Regions from separate parts of the Sus scrofa genome. Here region 1 is linked to region 2. The links are chromatin contacts, called in public HiChIP or PLAC-seq maps. All regions are on one chromosome and are shown on one strand. The core of a region is the stretch at or near the end of the contact, and the rest is flanking DNA. Distances in the headings are between cores, read along the strand shown.

The links. HiChIP or PLAC-seq counts read pairs in DNA pulled down with a chosen protein or histone mark.
Region 1: an H3K27ac HiChIP or PLAC-seq map of alveolar macrophages shows a contact between it and region 2. The contact joins two enhancer-like sites. A contact is called at or near these places in 2 of 47 Hi-C or Micro-C datasets (epiblast stem cells and liver) and 1 of 2 datasets of contacts at active chromatin or transcription factors (alveolar macrophages).

What each region holds. Positions count from the first base shown.
Region 1 is chr13:202,481,900-202,487,003 of Sscrofa11.1, reverse strand. It overlaps ETS2 (protein C-ets-2), which reads right to left. Exons shown (of 10, transcript XM_021070986.1): 10 at 3,470-5,104. Among named protein-coding and RNA genes, the nearest start is that of ETS2, 20 kb to the right of the region's middle. Within about 2 kb of position 2,338, at least 16 of the 83 cell types and tissues checked have an H3K27ac peak or open chromatin away from gene starts, as enhancers often do. A contact at or near this core is called in alveolar macrophages, where this site is marked.
Region 2 is chr13:202,399,902-202,405,346 of Sscrofa11.1, reverse strand. No RefSeq gene overlaps it. Among named protein-coding and RNA genes, the nearest start is that of ETS2, 62 kb to the left of the region's middle. Within about 2 kb of position 4,181, at least 1 of the 83 cell types and tissues checked has an H3K27ac peak or open chromatin away from gene starts, as enhancers often do. A contact at or near this core is called in alveolar macrophages, where this site is marked.

The DNA.
Region 1 (5,104 bases), core at 1,089-3,588, 84 kb before region 2:
GGGGTGGGAAGGAATTTCCCTTTATGGCTCAGTGGAAGCAAATCTGACTGGTATCCCCGAGGATGCAGGTTTGATCCCTGGCCTCACTCACTGGGTTAAGGATCAACCATTGCCATGAGCTGTGGTGTAGGTCACAAATGCGACCTGGGCCCCATGTTGCTGTGGCTGTGACCTAGACCAGCAGCTACAGCTCCCATTTGATCCCTAGCCTGGGAACTTCCATATGCCTCAGGTGCAGCCCTAAAAAAAAAAAAAATGAAGAATAAATAATAAATAAAATATACATGTTTAACAAGGCTTGGAATTTGAGTGGAACATGGAGAAGGACAGAGTGAGGCTGGAAAGACATTGACAGGGTCCCCTTTAGCCTGTGTGAAGGAAACTTATCACAGAGACACTAAAAAATTCTTTGGAGGGTGGAGGCACGCCCACCGCATGTAGAAGTTCTCAGACCAGGGATCAGACCTGTACCATAGCAGTGACCTGAGCCACAGCAGTGACAACACTGGATCCTTAACCCACTGAGCCACAAGGGAACACCTCTCCTTTTTTTATGGCAGACTTCTTTATTATTTTATAAATTTTTAAATTTTTATTTATTTATTTATTTATTTTTGTCTTTTTAGGGCGACTAGGGGAAGTTCCCAGACTAGGGGTCAAATCGGAGCTACAGTTGCTGGCCTGCGCCACAGCCACAGCAACACAGGATCTGGGCAGCGTCTGTGACCTATACCACAGTTCACTGTAACGCCAGATCCTTAACCCACTGATCGAGGCCAAGGATCGAACCCACATCCTCATGGATACTAGTTGGGATTGTTACCACTGAACCACAACAGGAACTCCTCATTACTTTTTTAAAAGTGTCGTTGATTTATAATATTGTGTTAGTTTCAGATGTACAGCGTAGTAATCCAGTATATTTGCAGATTATATTCCACTCTAGGTTATTATAAGATAATGAGTACAATTCCCTGTGCTATACAGCATATCCTTGTTGCCTCTCTGTTTTATGTATGGTAGAGTGTATCTGTTAACCCCATACCCCTCCCCTTGTAACCCCCCCTTTACCCCTCCCCCAACCGCAAGTTTGTATTCTCTATCTGAAAGTCTGTTTCTGTCTTGCATATACATTAGATTGTATTATTCTTCAGACACCACATAGGTTACAGCATATGGTATTTGGAGAATTATTTTTTTGCTTTAAATAAAAAGTGCTTCCTCTCAACTGGCTCTGAAAGGGTAATATTGGAAATACAGACACTGGATTAGTGAGACAAAGGGAAAATGTTTATCTTCCCACCTCCCTGCCCCGCTTCGACTCCTGTTGTTCTTGGTGAGAGTCTCTGATTTCTAGAACAGTCCTCAAAGTGAAGTCCAAAGACAACACCCTTTCAGGGGGTATCCTCAATGTCAAAATATTTTTATAACAATTAAATATTTGCTTTTTAAACTTTGTTGATGTCTGCACTGATGGTGCAAAATCAAAGGCGGGTAAAACTGCACTGGATCATAATGCATTTTTTGCCAGGTACTCGCAGGGGAAAAAAATACCAGTTTTCTTTAAAACTATCCCTGAGGAAGTAGTAAAAATTAAGTTTCTTAATAAGTAAATACACATCTTTTTCATTTCTGGGTAATAATATGGAAGGTACACAGTTCTAGTGCTACTGAAGTAGACTGGTTGTCCCGGAAAATGCAGTGGTGTGTTTGAGTTGCAAGCTAAACTAACCACCTCATTCATAAGCACCATTTGTATTTGAAAGAACTGATGAATTACATTTATTCAGACTTGTGTATTTGACAGGTATTTCAAAAAGTAAATGAAATACCTTTTGGAAAAGGTATTTAAAAAAAAAAATGGAGTTCCTGTCATGGTGCAGCAAAAGCGAATCCGACTAGGAGCCGCAAGGTTGTCAGTTCGATTTCTGGCCTGGCTCAGTGGGTTAAGGATCTGGCATTGCTGTGAGCTGTGGTGTAGGTTGCAGACACAGCTCAGTTCTAATGTTGCTGTGGCTGTGTATAGGTCAGCAGCTGTAGCTCTGACTGCACTCCTAGCCTGGAAACCTCCATATGCCACGGGTGTGGCCTTAAAAAGCAAAAAAAACCAAAACCCAAAAACCAACCAAACAAAAAACCCTTAGAATATCTGTTGCCCATGATAAAATTTGAGCTTTCAAGTGAAATTTTGAATTTTTTGAAAACTTGCATCTGCCACTGTGAGCTTGATAGCTTCTCAGGGATTTTTTCTGGTGAAATTAGTGGTGGTAGTAACTACTGTGATAGTTTGATAGTGTATGTTGAAATGGGTCAACATTTTGAAGCAATATTTTCCGATGACTAATGCGTGTTACAAAATCACACACGGGTAAAAGATCCACTCAAAGTGCAAGACGGATCAACGTAATTTATTGCAATCATAGGCAAGTTTATTGATACGGTTTCATATTCTAACAGCAATTAACCTTTAAGAAACTATCATTTGTCGGTTTAGGTGTACTATAAAACAATATGCCATTATCAGCTCATAAACACTCCTCCCTCTTCCAATCACAGATCTGTGTGAGGCCTCATTTCCCTCAAAATGTATCACAACAGACTGATGCAGAAGCCAGTATCAGAATCCAGCTCTTTGCTATTAAACCAGACATCAGAGATTTGAAAACATGTGAAACAATGCCATTCTCACTTTGGGGGAAAAATTATTTCTCCGAAAAATGTGAATGTGGACATGTTATTTTAAAAAGGAGCCATATTTTAAAGTTTGTTTTAATTTCTAACATTGATGACCAGTGGTGAGCTGGTAAAACCAGCTCCCTGAGAAGGGTTGGGGGTGGGGGAGCCCCGAGTTGGAGTGTTTGCCAGTTTCCATGGTGTAAATACTCATTCCGACCAAGTTCAAGCTACCAACACCTCACTGAGGCAAAGTGGGGAAGAGGCCTGCACCATTAGCCTGTGGCCAGTGGGTGCCAGGACGCCAATGATATAATCCACCTAGTTTTTGGAATCCTCAGATTTTGGAGCGTGAAAAGGAGGCCCAAGAATGAATGTGAGCACAGGTGTCCTGGGGCCATCGCCTTTGTCTTTGGCAAGTCACCTTGGCAACGTCAGCGCTCTAGGAGTCCTGGCCTCAATTACAAAAGTTCCTGAACTCCACATCCTCATGTTCTTAATAGAAACATCCTAAAATCTACCTCTGCCAAACTTTGAGCAAAGACAAGCTGCCTGCAGCTTTCTACTCTAATCTCTCCTGGAAAGAATTTTTTGCTTTAAGAAACACTTTTGGGGAATTCCCTCAGGAAGGGCTCACATTTGGCTCCAGCCTGATCCCGATTTACCAGGCGATGGGTATGACCAGTTCCAGGGAGATGTGACGCTGAGCGACAGAACTGCTGAGTGGCCAGAGGCTCTGGCCCCAGCACCCCCACTCCATGTTGGGATGGGGACAAAGCATGAGGACCCTTACGAGGAGGAGTTTATATAAACAAAATACTTTATTATTGGAGAGAGAAAAAGCCAAATTACAAAATTTTTATACTTAAGTTCTGTTCTTTACCACGCCAAAGGTTGACAAGGGACTTTTAATGTCCCATAACTCTTTGAGTTGAACCACATGAAACTGCCAACCCTGTAGATAAAACAGACAAATATTGGCAGTTTCACAGGGTCCAACCCCACGTAAAACAAGCTGATGGCTGAGATTTCTTTCAGCAGCAAGATATTCCAGTCACATGTCTGTTGATGTTTTAAACAGATGTCCGAGAGATAAACAGGTCCTGCGTGAGAAAAACATCCTGTGCTTAAAGACATGGGAAGGGATCTTGGGTCAGGACTGAGACCGAGTCACCCCCGTGCTGGTTCTGTCCTTCTCGCTTGCCCCACCACCCAATGCCCCGTTCCCGCTCATCGCATGGATGGTTCGATCCTTCTTTGCAGATGTCACTGCTGGCCCACTTGTCCCTCATGCTGCTAGGGAAGGCCGTCTGACTTTGAAGTCAACTCGACTTGATCATTCGCCAAAGCCAGGAGCACATACTGACCCAGGGGTTCCTCTGGAACGACTACAAAAGTCTCCACCCTGTTCAAGGCTGAATGATCCCAATGCCTTTTCTTCCCCATCTGCTTACCCTCTCTTTGCCTCCGGGCATTCTGTGTCTGAGAAAATAAGAAAACAAACAAGCAAGAAACTGCAGACTCGAAACAGAAAGCAGCAGCTGGGTATCCAGAAAGCCCAAGACGCGACAGGTGAACAGGATGGGACAAATCATGCTTCGCTCACATCCAAGAGGTTTAATAAAGACTCCCCCCCACATCCCGAACCTTCAGCTCTGTACAATAGGTTAACTTTACATGGCGCTGAGATAAAAATAAAACTTTCTTACAAATTCCATTTTTTTTCCCCAGTGAATTACTTTTGCAGTAAAAATAGCTGCTACATAAATCCCTCCTGATCTCTGAAAAGGAGTCGCCGGTTTCCAAAAATAGTATTCCTATTTTAATCGTACAGAAGACGTTGGGGTGCGGGGGTGGGGCGCTGAGAGGAAATGGCTGTGATTGGGGGAGGTTAGTCGTTGGGAAAACAGAACCGAACTAAAAACGAAGTTTTGTGTAGAAACCGATTTAAAGGCATGCATAGAAATGGAGAACATGTGCCAAGTGTCAAGAAAAATACTGCTTTATAGCTTTTACTTTACAATTGAAGGAGAGGAGAGAGGCCGGACGGGCCCCCAGACAATAACATTAAGTTTCTTATAAAAATTCCCAAATGTACAAAGTCCTTGCCATAGATAATAACCCAGGCAAGCCAAAAAAACAGAACACAGGAATAGTAACCCTCTTAGACCTTATTCCTGTACATATAATAACTGTTAATCATACACACTGTACAACCTGCCTCAGCCCGCCCTTGGCGGGTTAAATGTTTGCAAAATGCCATCTGTGCTCTTGAAAAATGGAATACACACGGGATGTCTGCCTTCTTCGTTCACATACAGTTATATAATTATTTTAAATTACAATATACAATTTCTGTTAAATAGGACTGTTAGGGGGGGTTTGGATACCAACGGTAAGATGACCGTCCTATATACAAACTAACTTCTGA
Region 2 (5,445 bases), core at 2,932-5,431:
GGGACAGTGTGGGTGGAAAGATCACCTTCTAATGAGAAAGAGAGTCTAAGCTGGTTGGCATTGGTGGGAGCTGTTTACATGCAAACCTGACACCCAACCAAACGGATGGAGTGAAACCTTCCAAACCCTCAAATATCATTTTACAGAGCTGCAGTCAGTAAATATCAGATAAGCACGGACACCTGTGGGAAGGCCCTGGAAACTCCTGACTGGGCAGACAGAGGTTGCTGAAGGGTATGTATGGGAGGGGGAGGTGCTCCAGAAAATTCCAGAAACTTCCAGAAATTGCTGGTCAGTCAGGTTAAAGGAATGGCGGCATCCTGAAAAGGTTTTCTATGGTTTAACAAAACTGTATCAGTCAGGCCTAAGAGCTGCTGAGGGCACTCCGACGTGAGACAGACACTGTCACTGCTGTCAGGGGGTTGCCAGGGTGTGTGTGTGTGTGTGTGTGTGTGTGTGTGGCCTCAGAAAGAAAGCACAGTCATGATGCTTCTTCTGATCATAAAACAGGGCACGGTGGAACGTGTAATTTTGTTCAAGGTTGTTCTTACTACCCCTTTCTCCTGGTCAATCTTTACCTCCTTGAACTGTCTTTTTTTCTTCAGAGCAAATGGAACATTATGTTACATTACACATCCATTTGTTTATCATACTGGGCGTCTCTGTCTCTCTCCAGGCTGTAAATTCCACCAGGACCTGCTCTTTCCTTTATTCCCAGCACTTGGGATGGCACCTGGTCTATTTAGGCATCATAAATGCATGTTGAGTGAACAAATGCTAAACAGATGGACAAGCACGAGGTGGGAGGGAGAGACTGAAGCCCCTCGAAGGCAGAGGACACGAGTTTCCGGGATCCCCCACCCACAAGGGTGAGGGAACTGGGGATTCTAGCTCCACTAAATGGTGGAAGGCTGGGGCTGAAAAATGAAGCCCTGCATCTTTATTTCACACTATGGTAGATAAAATATTGTATAAATATCCTCATGTATAAAATATTGTGATGTATAAAATATCATAAAATTGTTTTCCATCTTTTTGTTGGCTAAGTGATACACTGAAACCCCATGGGACTGGGAATGGGGTGTGAACAACAGAGCAAGTCCAATGAGCACGTAGTTTATAAGAAATAGTCCCTTGTAAACCAGCTATAATGGAAAAAATAAAAATATTTCTAAAAAGAGAAATAGTACCACGAGCAATTGAGGAAATGGGTATTGAAGGGAAAAAACTAGCTTTTCACCTGTGACATTCACAAGAAAAACAAACAAAAAAAGTCATGCTATTCCTCAATCCTGGAGAGGATATGAGGATATGGAAGACAAAATATTCAGAGTCAGATAATAGTACTCAAGTATTAATGTTGGTTGCTTTATGGTGATGGGATTATGGGTGACACGTCTCTTTGTTTAGCCTTTTAAAATTGTTTCATTTATTTGTTTGTTTATTTATTTATTTATGGCCACACTGCGGCACATAGAAGTTCCCAGACCATGGATTGAATGTAAGCTACAGCTGCAACCTATGTCACAGCTGCGGCAATGCCAGATCCTTTAACCCACTATACTGAGCTGGGGATTGAACCTGTGTCCTGGTGCTGCAGAGACACTGCCAATCCTGTTGCACCCCAGCAGTCAGATTCTTAACCCACTGCAGCACAGCGGGAACTCCAGAACTGTTTTATTTTATAGACACACGCACATATTCATAAACACATACAACTTCACTGCCTTATAGGAATTCCAGCAGGGTCTGTGGCAGGGCAAGGGGTTGGCTGTCCACACAGGTGAACATAGATGGTTTAAAGGAAGAATGGAGGTGGGAGGGCATCAGAAAATTTCCCATTGCTTCTACCTCCTTAAAAGCAATGTGGTTAGGATATGATGATGAAAGAATGAGAAGATTTCTGTGGCTTGTGGAACCTGTCATTATTCTGTGGGAACTCTCGGAACTTGGGCTTCTTGAGAGTTCATGAACTTGTCGGAACATTCATGGAGGGAGATATTATCCCATAATTAAGAAAGATACCATGAATGTAAGCTGGTACAGCCACTATGGAGAACAGTATGGAGGTACCTTAGAACTACTTATACATAGAACTACTCTTGGGCAATATGACCCATGACTACTCTTGGGCAATATGACCCTTATACATAGAACTACTCTTGGGCAATATGACCCAGTAATCCCACTCTTGGGCATATATCCAGACAAAACTTTCCTTAAAAAAGTCACATGCACCTGCATGTTCATTGCAGCACCATTCACAATAGCCAAGACATGGAAACAACCCAAATGTCCATTGACAGATGAGTGGATTAGGAAGATGTGGTATATATACACAATGGAATACTATTCAGCCATAAAAAGAATGACATAATGCCATTTGCAGCAACATGGATGGATCTAGAGACTCTCATACTGAGTGAAATAAGTCAGAAAGAGAAAGACAAAAAACTGGAATCTAATATACAGCACAAATGAACCTTTTCACAGAAAAGAAAATCATAGACTTGGAGAATAGACTTGTGGCTGCCTGAGGGGAGAGGGAGGGAGTGGGAGGGATAGGGAACTTGGGGGTAACAGATGCAAACTATTGCTCTTGGAATGGATTTACAATGAGATCCTGCTGTGTAGCATTGAGAACTATGTCTAGACACTTAGATCACAACAAAACAATGGGAGGAAAAAGTATGTATACATGTATGTGTAACTTGGTCCCCATGCTGTACAGCAGAAAAACAAACAAATACACCAAAAAATAATAAATAAATAAATAAATAAATAAATAAAAATTTACTCAGGTCTGTTGGAACAATATATCCCAGCTCATAGTTTAAGGTCAAGAGAGAAACTTGATTTCGCTTTTTTCTAGCGCGATTCTTTTTCTCATGTAATACTATAGGACTTTTATCTGCCTATGTTTTCTACAGGCCTCTCGTCCCATCTCTTTGTAGATTACCCAAATATTTAAAAAAGATATTATGTTTGAGGTTACTGGAAAAAATCAATAACTTTATTCATGTAATAGTCTTTGCATCTTTGAACGTTGAGCTAATGAAAACAAATTATTTTATACAATTAAAAAAAAAGAAAGAAAGATACCATGAAAGCGCCACCTGACAGTAATACGAGCTGTAGGGAAAGCAGCATAACGCCTGTAAATACGGATAAAAGGGTTAAAGATCAGATCCTAAGGAACAGAGTGGCAGAAGATGGGCAGGAGGTAGGGGAACGTTGCAGAATGCTCATGTTTCTGGACACTTGGGGAAACCCATTTTCAGACTAGCTCCCAACTCAGAAGTGTCTTTTTTAAGCCAAAAGCGTGGATTGGAGAACCTTCCTCTTGCTATTGAATTCTAACAAAGACTAGGCTCAGGATTTCTCTATCCAAAGACAAGCCCTTTCTCTTACTCTAAGCCTGTATGGAAAAGAGCAAACTTTCACGAATATCAATTAATAAAGTCTTTGGAGTGAATTATGAGCAATTACATTAGCATAATCTAGACAAATCTGTAAACCTTTAAGTAGAAAGGTAAGCAATACCATGCAGAAAAGCATAGGACCAGAAGGATCTAGGGAAAGCCAAAAAAAAAAAAAAAAAAGCCAAAGATAGTGGGGAAAAAAGATCTCTATAACCTGGAAAAAGCAGAATCTGGGTTGGATCAATGTTAGTCTCATAATCTCACTAGCAAAGACTTCCTGTGAGTCCCTTAGAAAGCAGGGCCTGTAAGGGTCCATCTCAATCCAACAACACAATTTTACAGTTATCGTAGCTGCTTATCCTCAAGTTGATGCACAGGAAAATGTACGTAACTCTTCAGAACATAGAGTCTATCATCAACACATTATTGTGCCACTAAAACAAGCAGTCCCCCCCCCAACACACACGCATGGGGTTAAGTTTAGAAGACTAATAGTATGTCGTAATGCTTGGCTAGTTTAATTCCAGATAGCAAGAAATCCTGAAAGCAATTTTTAAAAAATCTTCTTGAGAGCATCAAAAAGCCAACAAAATAGTCAGGGCTTACCAGGCTGGGGTGCAGGGGAGGATGAAATCCCAAGATGGTAGCCTGGGTCTCAGGCTGCCTTTTTTTTTTTTTTTTCTGATTCTTGCAATGGCATCAGAAAGGCAGAGAGGCTGAGCCTCATGGGGATGAAATTATGGAAGCCAGGGTTTGGCAAGAGAGGAAAGGAAGTACTAAAATTAAGAAGGAATGAGTCACATGTCTGTATAATAAACACTTAATAGAATAAATTAACAAAGTCAAAGTTCTTTAGAAAAAATTATGAAATTGATAAATCTCTGGCAAGACAGATTAAGGGGAAAGAAAATGCAGAAGAGAAAATACCAGTTCTAAGAATTAGAAAGGCATTAGCACTACAATGTACAGTATAGTAAATGGATATAATGGCTAACTTTCCTGCAAAAAATTTAAAAATTAAGGTAATAATATAGACAAATTCAGAGTTCCCATTGTGGCTCAGAAGGTTAAGAATCCGACTAGTATCCATGAGGATGTGGGTTTGATCCCTGGTCTCACTCAGTGGGTTAAGGATGTGGCGTTGCTGCGAGCTGTGGTGTAAGTTGCAGATGTGGCTCGGGTCCCGAGCTGCTGTGGTTGTGGGGTGGGCTGGCAGCTGCAGCTCCTATTTGAACTCTAGCCTCGGAACTTCCATATGCTTCAGGTGGGGGCCTCTAAAAAGAAAAAAAAAAATGACAAATCCCTGGAAAATACAATCTACCAAAATAGCATTTAAAATAAGAAAAGGAGGTCCTGTCATGGCTCAGTGGTAATGAATCCAACTAGTATCCATGAGGGCGTGGGTTCGATCCCTGGCCTTGCTCAGTGGGTTTAGGGTCCGGCGTTGCTGTGAGCTGTGGTGTAGTTTGCAGCTGTGGCATAGGTTGCAGATGTGGCGTAGGCTGTGGCTGTGGTGTAGGCTGGCGGCTATAGCTCTGATTCGACCCCTAACCTGGGAACTTCCATATGCCACAGGTGCGGCCCTAAAAAAAAGACAAAAAAATTAAAAAAAATAAAAGTAAAAGAAGAAACGTCAAATAGTCTAACAACTATTAAAATAATTGAATCCAGAATTTAATGCTGGCTACCTATCCCCTGCTCCACCAAACACACACACACATACAAATCCTTAGGATCAAAGGGCTTCACTGGAATCTAAAAAATATTTAAGAAAGGAATATCCCTAAAATTACAAAAACTCTTCCAAAAAGTAGAAAAAAACAAAACCATTTCTCAACCATTCACAAGAGCAGAAAACCTGACAAAGACATTACAGGAAAGAAAAATTACAGGCCAACCTCATGACTGCAATATAGATGCAAAAATCCAAAACCAAATCTTAACGAGTCAAATTCAATAATATAAAAATAAGATAGTACATGATGACCAAGTTGGGTTTAATAAAGGAATATAAGATGGGAAA